Linked DNA regions of Mus musculus: region 2 is linked to region 1. A link is a contact called in public promoter capture Hi-C data. All regions are on one chromosome and are shown on one strand. Each heading gives the region's core, a stretch centred on a gene start, on an enhancer-like site or on the middle of the called end of the contact. The rest is flanking DNA. Distances are from core to core; before and after follow the strand shown. Region 1 holds the start of Megf6 (multiple EGF-like-domains 6). Region 2 has its middle 35 kb from the start of Ttc34.

Region 1 (3,910 bases), core at 982-3,481:
TCCTAGGGTCCTCGGCTGCCTTCCCAGAACCCCTCCCCTGCTCCTCCAAGGAACTAAGAGCAAACCTGCGAGGTCACCTCTAAAAGCTGGTTCTCATGGCTTCCACCTGCTGTGCATGTGTTCAGCAAATTAAGCAGCCCCTCCTACAAAGCCCACGGAGATAAATCACCACTGGTCTGGCCAAATGAAACTGCCTCGATGGCCCAGCCAGCTAGAGCCCATGTGCAGATGCCCAAGAGATGTAGGTCTGGGGAAGAGAGCCAGGGTTTTAGCCCAACCTGGAACTCAGACCCACCCAAAGTGGACAATCTGAGAACACAGGTTTATTGGGACACAGAAGAGCCAGCAAGTGGATGCACAGGCTGCAGAGATGCAGCCACTTCTGCAGGAAGAAGGGAAGGCAGTCTCTGGAAATTGCATCAAGAGGAAGAAGAGTCAGGCTCTCCCGCTACCCATTCACAGCTAATTCCAACAGCTTTTTTAACAGCTAAAGGCTTCCTGGGCCCAGGTGAGCAGGACACAGGCAGCAAGCCCTTGGCTCCACTCCCAGGGAGATCAGCAGGAACGGACAGAGCAGGGTGGGGAACCCATAAAGGGCCAGCAACAGTTTCCACTCGTGCCAGATTGCATCCACCCAACCTCGGGAAGACCGTGTCTGCAGCCCCTCTCAACCATGAAAGAGACAGGCAGGCTGGCAGCCCTAGCCCACCACGCTTAGTGCAATAATCATTCTAGGACCGAAGCTCCCTAGGAACAAACTCAGTTAAGAGGAAGGAGCAGCGGAAGTCGGGGACATAGGTTGCTTCTGTTCATAGACGAGAGGACCCCAACTCAGATCCAGCTCTTTTTTGTAATGGCCACAAAGACCAAAGCAAGACCCAGGGAGGAGGTCCCGAGGGCACCTGTCCCAGTAGGAAGCTTGTCCTCTCATTCCCCAGGGAATCATGACACTGTCCTCACGGCCAGGTACATAGTGGACCGGTCAGTGCCAGCCCTGGACAGAAGCAGCAAGTCTCCTCTGTGGGTGAGAAGATGCCCGAACTGGCAGAATGGAAGCCCCAACCAGGGCCTGAAGGGTCCCTGGTCCACTCCCCGTGCCGCCCCAGCAGCCTTGCCAAGTTTACAAGGCTCCACCTTGCACCCTGCGGGGAAGGGCTGGTGAGGGGGGGCAGGCCTCTCATCTGTACATCCACTCTCAGTCTCACTTCGCACCAGTTTTCCTTTGAGGCCAACAGAGGGGGATCGCTTTGCAGTTTAAGAGAGACCGCTAACCGGCCTGTTGGGGAATCATCTTTCAAAATTAAATCCGTCGCCGCTGGCTCCCTGACCCTCTCTTCCTGCCCATTCTAGTACTGAATTCCTTCTCCCGAGGCCCCAGAGCGCACGTGTTTAACACACAAAACAGTGCTGGCAGCCCCCTCTGGGCACCCCCGCCCCTGCGCAGGCCCTCGGACCCCAGGAGACTAGCTTGGGGAGGAAGTGGGACCAGGCTGCTTCCTCTCGGCCGCCTCCAAGCTGGCTCCCCAGCTGGACCCTGCGCCGCAGGGGCTTGGATTCCTCACCTCTCCGGAGTTCGGCATCCGTCTAAGTCTGCAGGACCCTTGCTGCAGGGGCGGGAACCCGGAGGCTATGGGCCCTGCGGCAGACTCGAGGGCACCAAATCCAGTCCGGGACCCCGGGTCTAGACCATCCCCTCCTCAGTTAAAGCAAAGAGCCCATTGTTTGTGGCCCCAGGGACAAAGCCCCGAGTTCTGTCCGGGTCAGCTTCGCCGCCAGGAGCCTCACGACTCGCGCTACTCACATGCTCGGCTGCAGCGGGCGCGGGGGTAGCGGCTGGGAGGCTGCAGGCACGGCGGGGAGCAGCAGCAGCGTCAGGGCCACCACGCGCCAAGACGCCCTCGCCTCCACCCCGACAGGCATAGTGCGCGCGGTCGCGCTCCCACTCGGTCCTGGGATCTTCGACTCACAGGCGGCCCTTACGGCCAGTAGACGCTGTCTTCACGGGCGCCATACCCCCAGAGGACAGCGGAGCACCACAACCCAGTCGCGCCAGGTGCGGGGCGCGAGGTTCCCGCAGGTGCAGATGGGACAGTTGCCCGGACCTCCGAGACCTTCGCGCTCGGTTCGGCGCGGCCAGACACTTGCCAGGAGTGATGGAGAGCAAACTCGGAGCGGGACGCAGCAGACGTCAGGCCCGCCCGCCGCACGCCCCCCGGCCCGACCCCAGCCCCCTCTTTCCCGACCCCGCTCCCGCCCCTTTTGGCCCCACCCCCAGCCCAAGCCACGCCCGTTCCGCCTTCGGCCCCGCCCAGACAATCCCAATAGGGAGAGCCCACTTCCAGCCCCGCTTCAGCCCCTCCCCTCTCCGGCTCCTGGTCCTACCTTTAAGGCTAAGCTCGCTTCCCAGTACTTTCCCCTAAAGCTTTCCAATTTCACTTGCGCTCCCTCTCTCTGCAACCGAGAGTCCCAGGTCTGACCCCAACCAAGTGAACAATTCTGTCGAGTCTGCGCGGTCCATACTTCGTAAACACCGCTCTATCCAGATCTGAGACCTCTGCAAGCGCACCCTTGGATTCTTGGAGTTGCAGTCACCTTCCCTTGGCCCCTCGTCCGCGCGCCCGCCACCGCTGTCCCAGAAGCAGGGAGGGATAGTAGAGCGGGAGGTAGAGGGGGGGACAGCCTCTGAGTGCCTCTGGGCACTTCCTTTGGGTACTGACTTTATTAGGTAACACACCACCCTCTGGGCTTTCGTATTCCCAGTTCTGTACTGAGTGCTTTGGGACGGTAGCATGGGGTGGAGTGGGCGTGTAGGTCCCACTAGGCACCTGCATAGGGGTCTAGGAGGTGAGGCGACTCCCTGCACCAGGTATTTATTGTCTTTTAAGCCTGGCTTTGATTTGATTTGACTTTCTCCGCGGTTAGGGGCAGACTGACCAGCGCTGTACGTGGCATCTCTTAGTCCAGGACTTATCAAACACTCAGAGGGGCTCTTTGTGAAGCTGAGCTGGGAGAGTCCCATGAGGGTATGGTAGCGGACCTCACTAGTTGCAGATAGTTGTGTGAGGATCAGCTCCTCCTTGTCCTACTGGAGAGGTGTGCCTGCCCTTTTACATGATGGGTGGACCCAGCCTGCCCTCTTCCACCATCCCTGAGGAGTGCGGTAGGTGTTCCAGCCTCCTCTTCCCCTGAAGCAAGTGCTTGAGGGGGCCTCTGGCTGGGGGACCTGGAAATGCCGCTGCAAAAGTTCGCATTTCAAAAGACTGTGGGTCTCATTACTGGGCAGGTGCTGTCAGCTTAGACCTGCTGCTGGCCCAGATGCGGAACCGAGGGCAAGGAAGGGAGTGGAGTGAGTTTAGAAAACTCAGGTTTCAGATCTGAGCAGTAAACATAGAGGAGTATAACCTCAGGGGAAATAGAGAAGGGAGGGAAGTAAGGAAGGAGGGAGGGAGAGATGGATAGACAGACAGATTCTGGAGGGCAATGGGTCCTGGAACTTGCCACCTGATGCCCCAAACAGGACCCCAGTTTGCCCTGCATTGTTGTGCTGGGACTCACCCTTCTGCTCAAACCCATCACCAGACCCTCCCTGGATCTCAGTAGCAGAGGCTGACCCGAGCCCTCTGGGGGACTCCCAATGTCTGCACCCAGGAATTCATCTCATATCCCTCCTCAGCCAGGGGCCCACCACTGTGGAGAAGTACAGGAACTGTACACTGGGCCCAGGCGCTTAAGCTTGCTCCTCTGTACCTCTGTCTCTCCCGGCGCTGGCGTGTGTGAATGCTTGTGTGCATGAGGGATGGGGACCTGAAGAAGTTCACCACCTGCTCTGTGAAACCGTGCCCCAGGACCAGAGTCTGGAGGTGAGTGGGTGAAATTTTCTCGGCTCCTTGGGTGGGGGAGGGGGCGTGCT
Region 2 (3,915 bases), core at 232-2,731, 630 kb before region 1:
GTGTGTGTGTGTGAATGTGTATGTGTGTGTACATGCATTGGTGTGTGTATGTGAGTGTGTGTGTGTGAGAATGTGTGTGTATGTGAGTGTGTGTGAGTGAGTGTGAGAGTGTGTGTATGTGTGTGAGTGTATGTGAGTGTGTATATGGGAGTGTGTGAGAGTGTGTGTGTGTATGTGAGTGAGTGTGTGAGTGTGTATGTATGTGAGTGTGTGTGTATGAGTGTGTGAGTATGTGTATATGAGTGTGTGAGTGTGTGTGTATGTGAGTGTGTGTATATGAGTATGTGTGAGCATGTATGTGACTGTGTGAGTATGTGAGCGTGTATGAGTGTGTGTATATGAGTGTGTGTGAGTGTGTGTGAGTGTGTGAGTGTGAGAATGTGTGTGTATGTGAGTGTGTGTGAGTGAGTGTGAGAGTGTGTGTATGTGTGTGAGTGTATGTGAGTGTGTATATGGGAGTGTGTGAGAGTGTGTGTGTGTATGTGAGTGAGTGTGTGAGTGTGTATGTATGTGAGTGTGTGTGTATGAGTGTGTGAGTATGTGTATATGAGTGTGTGAGTGTGTGTGTATGTGAGTGTGTGTATATGAGTATGTGTGAGCATGTATGTGACTGTGTGAGTATGTGAGCGTGTATGAGTGTGTGTATATGAGTGTGTGTGAGTGTGTGTGAGTGTGTGAGTGTGAGTGAGCATGTAGGTTACAGGTCAGTATCTGTGTCATTCTTTATTACTTTCCTCCTTACTTTCCGAGATAGAATCTCTTTGGAGCCCTCTGATTTGGCTTTACTAATTGACCAGCAAGCCCGAGGGATCTCCCTCCTACTCACCGCTGCCCCTCCATAGTGCCACTATGTCAAGCTTTTTACATGGGGGTTGAGGGTTAAACTTAGGCCTTCATGGAAGTACTTCACTGCCTCATCAGTTGGCCTGTGGTCTGGGGACTGGTCAGCTCAGACCCTCCCTCCTCACCCACGGGGTCACCCTGTGGTGGTCCATTTCGTTGCTTTCTCTCCCGTAGTTCTGGAATTTGGGCCCAGATGTCTTCATTAACTAATGATTATTTCAGTTTCTTTAGAAAAAAAAAAACTAATCAGAGACATCCCAAGCTGCCAATCTGAGGTTTGATCAGCCACGATAACCAGCGTGCCCACACGGTGCTGGTGGGATTCCAGCCTGGAGCACGGAAACTTGACATTCTCGACAGCCTGGAAATGTAGGATTTCCGTTTGCCTTGTAATGTGGAGCCAGCTCAAGGGACCCCCATCTCCCACTTTGCAGCCCTCCAGCGGGGGGCCTCTTGGGACCATATGGCTTGGCGGTGGGGTAATGTGCTCTCTGGGGATACTCGATGCCCCTCTTCCCTCTTTGCTCCTCCAGGATGCTTCCAGAGCCCTTTCTGGGCTCCCCAGCCTGCAGGTTGCAAGCAGGGGATCTGAGGCCCAGGGCTGGCAGTGCCGGCCCCCTCCCCCTCGGAGCTCACCGGTTCTGCGCTATCATGCCCTCTATCGCCTTTGTGTGAAACGTAACCCACAAAATGCTTTCGTGGTAACCTTATCCATCGGCAGCCAGCGATAGCATCTTGCGGCCCGTGACGGGCAGGAACTCGAAAGCATGGAGTTAATAACGCAGACTTTCAAAAAATGAGGCTGGCAGAGGGAGACGAGGGCGGGAATAAAGGGGGCCGGTGTGGTTGTAATTGGGACCATGTGAACTTCCTCGGAGGAGGATTAGGAGGAGAGACAGGCCTTGCCCGCGAAGATTAGTTTCAATTAGATGGGCTGGAGGCGAAAGGCCGGGCTCGGTGAAAGATTAAAACAAGAAGGAGAAAGTTTCCGCGGCGGAGGCTCCGGGCCTGCAGCAGGGGCCGGCGAGATCCGCTAATTGAAGGCAAAGCGTGCACCGGGCTCGGAAGAACGCCCATTAATTGATTCGATGCTGGTCTGCTCCTAGGCCTTTCCCGCTCACCCCCATTCTTAACTTACTTCCAGATACTCATTTGTGTTTGAAATCAGGGGGGTGGGGCAGGGCCTGCCCTGCCTGAGCCCCTCAGGTAGGGGGAGGTGAGAAGGGCTGTGGTCAGTGGGCCAGACACCAGCCTGGTCATTTGGGGGTTCTTTCCTCTGCCTGGGGCCACTGGGTTTCCCAAGTGGAGGTGTGAAGGTTTATCCTGGCTGCACTCGATCAGCCACCATCAGGCTCCTGAGAGGCTTCAGTGGGACCCTCAAACAGACTGTGCCTCTGGGCTTGGGGTTTCTCTATGCTTTCAGAGCTAACCTGTATTTCTCCTTCCATGTTTCCATCTACCTACCCCCCTCACTGCCCTCCCATTCACTCAACCGTTCACCTTTCCAAAATCATGAATTCACCTTTAACCCTCTTCTCCAGTTCTCCTTCTTTCTTAACCTCTGGCCTCTATTCCTTTGAAAACAGCTTTCTCAATAAACATGTCTCCATTCGAATGTTTTCCGTCCTATGCTCTGAGTCCCCATGCATGGCTGGTGACTTGAAGCGCCATCTTGAATACTTGGGCTGAGGACAGGAGGGTGACACCCCTCTCTCTCTAGTCCCATGTTGTCTCCCCTTTTCCTTTGAGACCCAGCTATCTGCCAGGTGGTCTCCTCTATCCCAAAACCATCCGTATTTTCTTCCAGATGTTATGGAAAGGTGAAAACTATGACACGTGAGGAACTTCAGAGAGAGGAGGAGCCAAGAGCCGAGGGGTATATGGTGCCGGTGGCTCTGAAGGAGCCTGGTTCTTGGGTCTTGAGTTCTAGCTCCAGAGAGGAAGGAACAGGGATTGTCCAGGGGATGGTGTGACCTCTGTTGTCCTTGTTTCTTAAAGAGGCAGAAAAGAAACCTGGTCCCAATTCATGGTCCACAGATTCAGTCCTGCCTTCCACCTGATGAGGTACAGAGTCCAGGGGATGGCTGTGCTCTGCTGCAGGGTGCTCTCAGCAACATCCTATCCTGGCTTGGGGGTCCAAGCCAGGTGGCCAGGTGTGGCCAGCAGAATGCATTTCACAGGGAGGCCAGCTGCTTCTAGGCCTTTCCTGGACAGCTCCCCTCCAGGGCCTCAGAGCACGTTGTGTGTGCGTGTGTTTTATAAATCCTTCCCATTGTAATGACAGCTAAATTATGGAAAATGCATTTTCACAGCTGGTGAGAAAACCCATTAGCATTAATCAAGGACCAGGCCTCGTTGGGGATTCTCAGGCTGGGGCTCTGTTGGTAAAGTTATGGACGTGCTAAATAGTCATTAGTGGTACTCGTTTGCAACGGACCAATCTTTCATCTCACAGCACGTGGGTGCCTCCCTGCCTGTGACTGAGGGTGGAGCTCTATGCAGGGCTTCTGTGGCTGCTGTGGTCTCCACCTTGGTGTGGGTGGGGCCCAGGGGAGACTGTCATGGTGATGGCTATGGAGCCAGTTCAGTCACACTAAGGAGAGGTGGCCCCCTCTGTCCCTGTACCAGTGGCCCTGATGGCACCAGGCAGGCCTGTATAGAAGTCATGCAACCAGGAGCCTCACTGTCCTCTGGGCTCCTTGTATTCTGGGGGTCCATGGTCCCAAACTGACACATGTCTCTGAGCTGGACAGCCCAGTGTAGCACAGAGAATCTGGCTTGTGGGTGTAGAGTAATGGCTGAGCTGCCAGCGGAATCAAGTCTGAACACTTAGCGCTGGTCCTTGGTCCTTAAGTTCTAGCTATGAACCAGGGCACCAGAGAGGAACTGGAACTGCCCAAAGGATGGTCTGGCTCCTGCTGTCATGCCAGGGTAACTTTTTATGTGTGTGCTGTATGTGTTCATGGGCACATATGTGCACATACCACTGTGAGTACCCTTGAAGGCCTGAAGAGAACACTGGGTGTCTTCACACCTCTGCCGTATCTCCCTGAGACAGGGCCTCTCACTGAA

The links. Promoter capture Hi-C pulls out the DNA fragments that hold promoters and counts their contacts.
Region 2: a contact with region 1 is called in a promoter capture Hi-C map of second pharyngeal arch cranial neural crest. The contact joins the enhancer-like site here to the promoter of Megf6 in region 1. A contact is called at or near these places in 9 of 39 promoter capture datasets (the 3T3-L1 cell line, the C10 cell line, cranial neural crest and 5 more), 1 of 15 datasets of contacts at CTCF or cohesin (pro-B cells), 1 of 484 Hi-C or Micro-C datasets (the G1E-ER4 cell line) and 7 of 115 datasets of contacts at active chromatin or transcription factors (bone marrow-derived dendritic cells, craniofacial prominence, embryonic basal ganglia and 4 more).

The regions. Positions count from the first base shown.
Region 1 is chr4:154,169,034-154,172,943 of GRCm38.p6, reverse strand. It overlaps Megf6 (multiple EGF-like-domains 6), which reads right to left and starts at 2,231. Exons shown (of 37, transcript NM_001162977.1): 1 at 1,802-2,231. The coding sequence starts at 1,920.
Region 2 is chr4:154,800,152-154,804,066 of GRCm38.p6, reverse strand. No RefSeq gene overlaps it. Among named protein-coding and RNA genes, the nearest start is that of Ttc34, 35 kb to the left of the region's middle. RefSeq lists an enhancer at 917-2,166. Within about 2 kb of position 1,481, at least 12 of the 459 cell types and tissues checked have an H3K27ac peak or open chromatin away from gene starts, as enhancers often do. A contact at or near this core is called in craniofacial prominence and second pharyngeal arch cranial neural crest, where this site is marked.